Linked DNA regions of Sus scrofa: region 2 is linked to region 1. Evidence: chromatin contacts called from public Hi-C data. All regions are on one chromosome and are shown on one strand. Each heading gives the region's core, a stretch centred on a gene start, on an enhancer-like site or on the middle of the called end of the contact. The rest is flanking DNA. Distances are from core to core; before and after follow the strand shown. Region 1 holds the start of C7H6orf136 (chromosome 7 open reading frame, human C6orf136). Region 2 holds the start of IER3 (radiation-inducible immediate-early gene IEX-1).

Region 1 (5,343 bases), core at 2,017-4,516:
CTCATCCCACCCCAACCCTTACCCCCTCCCCACCCCGAGAGACCTGGCAGAGACCCCTCTTCCTGAGAACCCCCAACCTGATCTCCCATCACAGCCCCCAGGACCTAGGGGAACCTGACAGAGCCCATGGCATTCCCCCTTCCCTGTCTTGGACAACTGGGTTGTCAGGGTCCCAGCTGGCCTGATACCTTCTAGCTTTTCACAGAAAGCACCCCTCCTCTCCTGACCTGGGCTCTCTACACTCTCCCACACACAGCCTGACCTGCCGCCAGCCTCTTCATTGGGCGGCTCTACTAACTACCCAGAGAAGCACACTCTTGCTTGCTGTCAGATTCTAGAACACCATGGAAGGTCCAAGGGCCTCCTCTGCCAGGGAAACCTTTTAAATTTAGAGTCTTGTCCATGGAATAAGTCCCATAGTCTCTCTACACTGTCTGCTGGTAGCTCTAATACTGCTTTGTGCTACCGACCACAGCCACCATCTCCACCTGCTGACAGCCGCCAGTGAATGAGCCCTGCTGAGAGCAGTCCAGTCAGGTAGGACAGGGACCTACCAACTCCCCAGAGGGATCACTCAACATTGCCAAACACTTAATTTCCACATGTTCTGTGTATGTGTCAGGGGACCCCCAAGCTTATGTCTGCTTTGGGCCTCTAAAGACTCGCCACACTTTTAACAGACACCACCACTTCCCCCAGATCCAGGTTCTGTAAGGGAGTTTGCTTCTTGGCGTCAATCCCAGCCAGCACCCCAGGGTCACTCTTGGCCGAGTTCCAGAAGCTAAGCCTGAGTCTCCAGGCTCTATTAGCTTCTGGAACACCCTCTTGCAGCCATCCCTCCCCGGAAGCTAGATGCCGATAGATTCCTGTCTCGTGAGATTGTCTTGAGATGAGGCGGGGGAGCTCTTCCCCTAGCCTTCCTTCCTTCCTCCATAGCAAGAGCCTTCCTCCCTGCTCCACACCCAGAGTGGACAACACCCTTCCCTCTCCCGACCCTCTGAATGTGTGCTAGATCAGGTACCCCTGCTGTGTTCCCCCAAATCCTTGGGAGCAGGATCTCCCTCTCTTCTGACTCACCCCTCCTTTTTCTTCTTCCTCTCAGTGTTGTCTGAATAAAGTGTGAATTCTTTTGTGTTTTTTAAATGGACATTTTCAATGAAAAAACTTCAAAAAAAAAAAAAAACCCCAAACCTTTAAGGTCTCAGCCTCATTTGTACGTCACCCCTTATTTTCCACCCCTTATTTTCCTGGGATCTCAGGACCTCTGTCCCTCTCTCTTCCTCACCTCTCAGATCTGCAGATCTTCCAGCAAGGAGTCTCAGAGTCCCTTTTGCAGGATCTGGTGTCTTCATTGCTGGATCTTCTGCAGATTCTGTCTCTTCTACTGTAGTCACTGGATCCCACTGTTGCAGGCATCTACATCTACTGCTCCATCCTCTGCAGAAACCTCTAGCTCTCCCTGATAACTCCTACCCTTTACCCAAGGCTAGCCCTTGCTGAGATGTTAAGATTTACCAATGCCTCTGGAATCCACTAATTGCCTCCTGACAACAGTCCCCTAATTGTTTCCTGGATTCCTGTTCCCACTCTGATTTCCTGGCCTCTCTCTCACTAAACCCTTGGATCTCTTTCTCAAGATAATCCTTGTCCTCCTAAATTCATCCTTGTCACTCCCTGTTTCCCTCCGGCTGAGGTATCTGATAATTAAGGTAACCATGTTTTCCAAACCAAACATCAGGGCACCTGGTCCAACAAAATTTTTTTTGCCTATATTTGTATCTGTTTTTATGATATGATTTAGATCACATTTAGCCTTACTTTTAACACATTACCTCAATCAGAAATAAAAAAGCAGCAAATCAGGACTGCTCCAGGAAATCTTGGGGTATAAAGTGAGCTCCCTTCCCTTCTTTGGGACACAACTTAGATTAAAGCCCCATAGGAATGATGACCACCCCTCCCTCTATTCCTATGCTGTTGCTTTTATTCTTCTCCTCTTAATTCCTCCGTACCCACCCATATTTCATCCTGTGGCCCTCTTCCCCATCATCTCACATTTCTTCTACAGGGGGACTCCCCCAGGGCTGGTAGCCCAAAGCTGCTGTTATAGCCGCCATGGGCAGGTGAATTCCTCACCCCCCAATACAGGTAAGTTACTCATCTTCTTACCCTCAAATCAAGGCCATATTCACAACCTCCTCCAGACTTCCCATACACATGCCTGGTATTTCCACAGGCAGCCAAGAACTGAAGCAGGGGGAGCAGGAAACAGAGAATAGGTGAGGTCTGAGCCCCTCCCCTACCAGCCTCCCACCGCCTCAGACTTCTTTCCCAACATCACTCTCGGCTGCTTCCTCCTAAATCTCACTCTGAATTGAGTATCAGTTCCTCCCACAAAGCCTTTGACCTAACATCCTACAAGCCTCTTTCCCCCTAGGTTCAACTTCACTGCTTCCCTTTGGCGTTCTCTGAGGGGTTTCAAGTTGGGACATAGCACTAATGGTTCCAGCCTCATACCCCATCACATGTCCTTTACACTAGACCGACAGACTTTGAAGAAGCTGTGATATTAATTCTCACTGTGTACCCCGGTAACCCACTCTCTATCTCCCTCCCCGCCTACTAGGTCTGCCAGTGAGGAGCAGGTCTTGTCACAGGATGGGTCTGGGGAAGAACCCTTGCACACAGTTCCTCCACAGGCCCAGGCTCCACCAGCCCGGTCCTGGACAATGGGTGGGGACATGTTCAACGCCAGGTTCATTCGAAACTTGCAGGAAAGTCGCAGTACCAGGCCTTGGTGACCACAGCTCCCTCTCACACCTTTAAAGTCAGTATTATTTCTCTCTCACACACAGGACGTAGCCAAAGCTTACCCTCACAGTGGATATATCCATCCTTTCATTCATTGGACAGGCGTTCTTATCAGTGCCAAGTCATTTGTATCTTATTTTTAACCACAGAAATAAAGTATTTATTTTTATCACAAGAGTTAATGAAAAATGCGACTGTCATTATTTCAAACCCACCCCTCATTCGTGGCACACCCTGCTCAGCCCCATCATCTCCGACTTTTGCGCAAGCGCCGCAGGTGAGAGCCTTGCTCAAGGCCGCTAATCCACTGCGCAAGCGCTCTTGAGGCAGCCTCCGATCCGGCTAGCGCAGGCGCACTTACTGCAGATCAGCGCCTCACCGCCTCCCTGGAACCCGCCGCAGTGCGCAAGCGCGCAACATCTCGGTTTCCCTCCCCTCAGTCCCTCACCCCCCCTCCTTTCCCCTTCAAGAAGCCGGCTCCGGGGCGCGCTCACCCCTGTGAGGAGGCCGGAGACCGGACACCAGAGGCGCTCTCTCCACTCCCGGAAGATCATGTACCAGCCCAGCCGGGGGGCGGCCCGGCGTCTCGGCTCCTGCCTCCGTGCCTATCAGGCTCGTCCCCAGGTGAGAGCAGAGAGGAAGCGGGAGGGGAGGGGAGAGGAGGGGGCGGGGAGAGACCCTCCTCAGAGCCGGGGCGGAGCGCGCGTCCCGTTCTGCGCAGGCGCGGTGACGTCCCACTATTCCTTCCCACCTGTGCCCAGCGGCGCGTGGAGGGGCGAGGGGTCGCGGGGACGCGAGGTTGGCGTCGCCAGCCCTGATGCGCAATGGGCTGCGCGTTTTCCCGGGTCTGCGGAGGCAGGCGGGGTTGAAGCTGGGGCGGCGGGGCTCGTCCGCATTTCGCCCGCGTCTCTGCGGTTACCTGTGTCTGGAGGTGATTTGAAGGGCAGGGGGCGGAGAGGTTCGCGTTGCCGCCCAGGAGCCGACCAGACGGACCTGCGGGCCGCGCTGTGCAGCCCGCGCATCTTGCACCCGGATAGCGGTCCCGGCGGGAAGGCCGGCCCAGGTGGACCCGGTTCAGGCCCCTGCGCCTGGGCGGGCAAGATGGCCACGCCCCCGGCGGAGACGGCGCCACCGGGACACGGTCGGGGACGGAGGTACCTGCGCGGCCCGCCCGTCCCCCCCTAGATAATGAGACCCCTAGAGGTTTTCTTGGGAGCTTAGGCCTGATTTGGGGTAACCTCCCCCTTATTGATGTTTCACCGTCAGTAAACCAGGTCCATCCAGCCTTTAACAGTCTCCTGGGCTTTTCCGTGTCATTAGAGGAGCCCAGATGATGAGCTTACATTTATATATTGCTTTACAGGAGGCAGTTTTATTTATATTTATTATCTCATATAGTCCTCATAATAACTCTGTGGCTTCACAGTTCTCGTTTATAGGACATTTAATGGAAACTCAGGCTTAGGGAATGAGAGTGCCTGAAGGTTGCATACAGAATTGGAACTCAAGTCTCCTAGTTCCAGTTGGATGTTCTTTTCTCTATACATCTGCCTCACACACTCGTGGAGCTGTGTTACAGGCCACATCATTTTATCTATGAGACCTGTTAATTCATTCATTTGGTCATTCTTCAAATGTGGATTCTTGCACATTTGAGAGAGGCAAACTTGCCCCCAAATAATGTTGAAATCTTAAATCTAAAGTTAATTGCTAATGTTTGGGAGAGGCATTTGTACTTTTGTCACAAGAAAGTGTTTCCTCTTAAGTAGAGATGGAGATGAATTTTTCCTCTAGTAATTCCATCTCGTGTCAGGAAGAGCAAGTGGGATCGGAAGCGTGTTAACGGGCAGTTTGGATGGAGGGGCATTATGTAGCTGCATTTTTATCTTTCTCCCTTTTTTTCTCCTCCCTAGGACCAGCTTTCTCCAAGGGCTCTACCATTCCCACCCCTTTGGCCCCACTCCACCACAACCATTTCTCCATCTTTGCCTCTTCTCTGGTCTCCCCCACCGCCACGCCCTCCCACCCAGCCTCTTCCCCGAGCTCCCTCACTACCCCTCCCTCAGGTCCAAGCCCTCACCTCACCATGGGTGGTTCAGCCCCCAGGACAGGTGGAGGAGGGACCAGGACCCGAGTTACATAGCGGCTGCCTGGATGGGCTTAGGAGCCTATTTGAGGGACCTCCCTTCCCCTGTCCTGGGGCTCTGATACCTTTCCAAGCCCCTGGGACCGCCCACCCTTCCCCTGCCACTCCTTCAGGAGATCCAAGTATGGAGGAGCACCTGGCTATCATGTATGAGAGACTGAGACAAGAGGTAAGTTGGGTCAAAAGCAGTCTTTAGGAGTTCTTGCTGTGGTGCAGTGGGTTAAGAATCCAACTATAGTGGCTTGGGGTCACTGTGGAGGTGTGGGTTTAAGCCTGGCCAGTGCAGTGGGTTAAAGGTACTGGTGATGCCGCAGCTGCCGCCTGGATTCAGTCCCTGGCCTGGAAACGTCCATATGCTGCAGGTGTAGCCATTAACAAAAAAAGTT
Region 2 (5,343 bases), core at 1,319-3,818, 81 kb after region 1:
GAACTGGGCAAGGGCGGGGGGGCATCCCCACGAGGAAATCCGGGAGCGGGCGGGGCAGGGGGCGGGGAGCCTGGGCCTTGGAAGGGTATCGCTTGCAGCCGTGAGGGGTGGTGTGGGCGGAAGGCTTGGCGCTGGGGAGCTGGTAGGGAGAGGAGGAAGGGGCCTCTGCAGGGACGGAGGGGGGTGCGGGTCACTAGATGAGATGAGAACAATACTTACCAGAGACCACCATGGCCTCGTTTGGGCCACAGGTGAAAAACATGGCTCAAGGTGGAGCTGGAGGAGGGGGATAGAAAGCCTTTGCAGATCGGAAGGGGCGCCGTGGAGTACACAGGAGTAAACCTCTTCCTTTTCCCTGGCAGTCCCGCCCAGTCTGTGGCCGCAGCGGCCCAGTCGCTTCCTCACCCATGGATCCGCTAAGGCTTTTTCCCTGTGCAATTTCGCAGATCCCCAGCGACTGCCTGCTCCCTGCCCCTTGCTGTCCCTGCCCCACCTTCAGAAATGACTGTTTCTCCCTTCTCCCAGCCCCTAAAGGCCCCCAGACCCTTGCACCACCCTCCCCGCTCCTCCGCAGCCCGACTCCATCTCCCCTCCCCCAACTACCTTCCTGGACGCAGGCGGCGGCCGGGCAGGGGTCCCTGGCAGGGCGGGGGCGCGCAAGGGACCCGTGCGCGAAGCAGGGGAAGCTCGCGCAAGGCCTTTCAAGAAGCGGGATCTGGCTTGGCGCCCGCGCCCCCTACCCGGCCACACCCTGTTGCTGCGGCAGACACGACCCCGCCCCCCGCAGCACCCCACCCGCCCCCGGCGCTCGGCCCGCCCCTTTCCCGGCAGGCCCTGCTCCGGCCCGCAGCTCGCAAGTTCCCCGCCCACCCCTGCGGCCGAGCGAGCCACGAGTGGGACTGGGAGCCCCGCCTCACGCCCCTCCCCACGCTCCGCCCCAGCGCGCGGGACGTGACCTTCGTGTGTCCCGCACCCCGGGGTGAGAGATTGACTCATCTCGGATTTGCCCCGCAGAAACTAACTGGGAATACCGCAGACTGGGCAACGAACGACAGCATCCGGTCACCGGATGCTGGGTTCCGAGCCTCGAGTCTCGGGGCGGGAGCCCAGGGCCCCCGGGAGGAGAGCCCTCTGGGGATGTGGTCGTGGCTCCTCCCGCCCGGCCCTGGAGCCTGAAGTCTATGAGGAGTGGGCATCACCGCTTGCAGAGACACTCACATGACTGTTGACAGTAAATCAAGTTTATTTGTGTTCACAGAACATACTGGGCGACCCCACAGCCGCCCTCTGACAGCCCACTCACCCCCGCAGCCACCCCTTGGGGGCAACTTCAAGGAGATCGAAGGCCAAGGACAATATTTCCACGGTCCCCCGAAGCCTCACATAGTAGAGCCGAGAGTTCAGATGCTGGAGGACCTAAAGTGTCACCCGCTAAACCTAGGACCCACCACCGTCTTCGATTCCCAGCCCGGACCCGAGTTTTCTCCATCCCTCTCCCACCCTCCCTCAGTTCTGGTGCTTGCCTCCACCAATCCCACAGAACTCAATAAATACCCAGAGATCTGCACTTGCAGCAGGGAGCACATCTCGCTCCGCAGCATAAGTTAAAATAAATATTAGGTGCCCCCCTCCATCACCTAGGGGGACATACATAAATACATATAAATATTATTAGGAGCAATGAGAAATAAATTAACAACAGTCTTCCTCCCCATCCGGCCCAGCCCCAGCGTGTCGGTGCCTGTCTCTCCCAGGCTCCCAGGGCGGGCGTCTCCGCTGTAGTGTTCTGAGTGTGAGTTGCCTCAGGAGTCCCAGTTTGGGATACGCTCTTGCGCACCAGGTACACCCGGTGTTTCCTTGTGTTTTCAGATTCTTTTGGGGGTGTGGGCAGTCAGGGTTAGAAAGCGGCTGGGTGTTGCTGGAGAAAAGTGCTGAGGTCCAAAGCGTAGTCCGAGGGCTCCGAGGTCAGATTAAGGGCTCAAGAACTGGGGGCGCAGCGGTGGGCGCGGGGGATGGGGCGCTGGGGGTGTCTTCAGGGGCCAGGGGTGCCGACACACCCTCTTCAGCCATCAGGATCTGACAGAAGACGATGGTAAGCAGGAGAAAGAGTAGCTTTTTGGCAGGGTTCGGATCCTCGACTGGCAGCTGGCGCCGGACCTGAGGGGAGATGACAAAAGGGGGTTAGGTCAGGGCCCCGGCATCCAGTGGTTTACCCTGCTCTTCCCCCGGGCTGTCCGCTTCGCCGACACTCACCACTCGTGGGTAGAGGACCCGACGGCTGCGCTTTCGGAGCCCGCGGGAGGCGCTGGGGCGCGCGGCGGGGGCCACCGCGGGCTCCGGGAGAGGATCGAAGGTGAATATCTCGGGACCAGAGCCTCGCCGGGGCACCGGGCTGGTGGAGGGGGCCGGGGTCGGGGCCCGCAGGATGGTCATGGTAGGGAGAGAGCTGCGAGAGTGACACATTGTGCGCCGAGCTGAACAGAAGGACGACTGGCCCCACAGCCCCGCCGCGCCAGTTATGTACTCGAGCATGGGCGGGCCCTTACTCAACTCCACCCGCGGCTGAGAGCGGTTGGCCGGGCGGCTGGAAATTCCGACGGTTAAGCAAAGGGAGGGGGTGGAGAGTTGGCCAGGGTCAAGGAAGGCCTCAAGTGTGTGTTGTGAGTTGTGAGTGGAGGCGGGTGAAATCCCGGGCTGTGGACACATGTGGGGACATGTAGCAGCTGGAGAGGTGCCCACAGACTGTTTGAGATGGTTCAGCCACAAGCCCCATCTCTGGGGAGGCAGGAAGGCTTAAATAAGGAAGTCTGGCCATTCTGCTACAATATTGACCCAACAAAAGAACCACAGTTACACATGCACATTCACACGTCTGTGGGGATTAAGAGGCAAGTCACTACAGAAATAGCCAAAAAGCCTAAGGGAAACCAATACACTGGCACACACACACCACACTGCAGAGGCAGAAAAATTTCTCCTTTGGCTGGTCTAATAATTAAATTGACATAGGATAGATTAACAAGAGAAAACAAATTTAATTGCATGCTTACAGGAGCCCATGAAGACTTGAGATTCAAAGGCAGTCATTCAGTTGAGGTTTATAAACCATCCAGAGCTAAGGAATGAGATAGGGACCTGGGGCTTGAAGGGGAGGTAGGTAATTCACAGGAGGATGTTTGCTAATTAGATGTTTGCCCTGCCAAGCAGGTAAATCTTGCAGATGAAAGCTATCTCTCCCTGGGTCAGGCCCCCTACTTAAGTTATTTAGGCAGTTAAGGGAGAGGTAAAAAGCTTTTCCAGAGTCTGTTGATCTTGATTGCCTTCTGCTCAAAATAATCCGCATGCTCCAAAGAGGCACATTTTGGGGTGACATATTCTGCTACCCTTCAATATACACACAACACACACACGCATACACAGAACAAAGGTGCAGACACCACACAGGGGCAACCCAGCAATGTGCACAAATGTTCATACATGGCTGGAGCAGAGGACACAAAATACAAAGGCAAGAAGTTAGTAGCCACCCGGATTTAAGTTTATGTGAGGAACATTTAAACTGCGAGACATTTTGCAAATGTGGTAATGACAATAACTCGAGAACTGACACATTTTCTTTAACTGCCTTAGAAATAGCTGTTCACGGACACAGAATATAACATCTTTTGAGCATTCATGGAGCCAGGCTTCCTGTTAAATGGTACTGTTGAGTACCAAGGGGAGTTTCCTCATGTGTGCTGGGGAGCCGGGCATGCCAGATGCCAGGAGAACTACTGTTCATGTCTGTCTAATCAATCAGGCGAGGCTTCAGGGAATAATGGCATTTGAAAGGACCTTGAACAGTGGGGGGGATACCACAGAGTCAGATGTGGAAGATGACTGAGAAAGAGAATGGAATCAGCAAAGGCCTTGAGCGGAAAAGTACAGGATGTGTTTGGGGAATCATAAGAAAAACAATCTCATGGTGAGTTTCCAGTAAAGGAATAGTGGTAAAACTGAGCAGGACCCTGTGGGGCTCTCCTGGGTACAAAAGCCTTCCCATGTCCCCTGTTTCCTGTTTGTAGGGAAAAGGCTTCAGCCTCCTAGACCTTCCCTGGGTTCCAAAGGGCAGATTCAGAGAATTACTAATTAGGGAAGGCAGGGAATGCAGAAGCAGAGGAGGAGCAGTCAAGAAACAACAGTGCAGAGAAAACACAGGGTCCTGTGTATATTCCTCAAGAGATATACATAAAATATACCTTTGAGTTCTTCCGCAGGTACTAAGGCGCCACACAGGTGGAGGCTGGTAACCTCAGGCAGAGACAGGATTCCTGGAGCACCGCCCTGTTACGTCATTGACAACCAGCAGAAGAAAGTACACACCCTGTAGCCCTCACCCCAAATTTTGTCTTTCAAAACTTCCCCTTGGAGTTCTCTGTTGGCCTAGAGGTTAACGATTGTCACTGCTGTGGCTTGGGTTCCATCCCTGGCCTGGGAGCTTCCTCATGCTGCTGGTGTGGCCAAAAACCAAACAAGCAAACAAAAACCCCAATAAACTCTTCTCTGGAAACCATCCGGTGAGCACGAACCACCCATTCTCTTTGCTTGGCACTCACAATAAACCTTTCTCTGCTTCAAACTCTGATGTTTCCGTTTGTTTGGCCTCACTGTACCTTGGGTGCACGAATTTGGGCTCAGTAACAGCGGGAAGTGATGATGGCTGGACAGGAATTAGGAGGTGGGGAGAGCTTAGCAGTTAGGCCAGAGGACTGGGGACTGGGTTTGATGCTAAACTGTGGAGCTTGTGGGTCATGGGATGACGTCAAAGGAGGGCAAGTTCTAAGCTGGGAACTGCGTGGGACTGAAATAAGCAGGAACGCTGTGGGGCTCCCAGGTACAAAAGCTTTTCTGTGTCCCCCATTTCTTGTTTGAAGGAAATAGGCTTCATTCAGCCTCCATGACCTTCTCTGAGTTCCAAAGGGCAGGTTCAGACAGTTGCTCATCAGGGGATGGAGAGACAGTCAAGAAACAGCCTTGGGGCAGGATACATATAACAATATCTTTGAGCCTTTCTGCAGTTCTAACCCCCCCTCGCCCATGAATAGATGTTAACTACTTTATGAAGCATTCTTCATTTCAGAAAGAAGGTCAAGGTGAAAGAGCCTCAAGGACCACCAGAACCTGTCCTGGACTGCCTGACACCAGCTTTGAAGAAGAATGCAAGCTTGCATCTAGCCTGATCCTTATCTGTGGCACTATTTTCCACTCCCAAACTAGAAGACCCTTTCCTATTTTCTCCCAAAGGAGGGCACAGTCTTTAGGGTATTAGCCTGCTGTGGCCTCCTTTGCCTGGCAAGGCAATAA

Evidence for each region. Hi-C and Micro-C count contacts between places; a contact is called where the count stands out from the background.
Region 2: a Hi-C map of liver shows a contact between it and region 1, with 2.8 times the contacts expected there. The contact joins the promoter of IER3 here to the promoter of C7H6orf136 in region 1. A contact is called at or near these places in 1 of 5 promoter capture datasets (fetal liver), 12 of 47 Hi-C or Micro-C datasets (alveolar macrophages, blood, embryonic fibroblasts and 7 more) and 2 of 2 datasets of contacts at active chromatin or transcription factors (alveolar macrophages and skeletal muscle).

What each region holds. Positions count from the first base shown.
Region 1 is chr7:23,182,464-23,187,806 of Sscrofa11.1, forward strand. It overlaps C7H6orf136 (chromosome 7 open reading frame, human C6orf136), which reads left to right and starts at 3,267. Exons shown (of 6, transcript NM_001243459.1): 1 at 3,267-3,435; 2 at 4,725-5,126. The coding sequence starts at 3,364. It also overlaps a transcript of ATAT1 not described here.
Region 2 is chr7:23,264,337-23,269,679 of Sscrofa11.1, forward strand. It overlaps IER3 (radiation-inducible immediate-early gene IEX-1), which reads right to left and starts at 2,569. Exons shown (of 2, transcript XM_001927551.4): 1 at 2,254-2,569; 2 at 1,224-2,157. The coding sequence starts at 2,532. The coding sequence ends at 1,966. It overlaps FLOT1 (flotillin 1), which reads right to left and starts at 262. Exons shown (of 12, transcript NM_001128483.1): 1 at 220-262. The coding sequence starts at 262.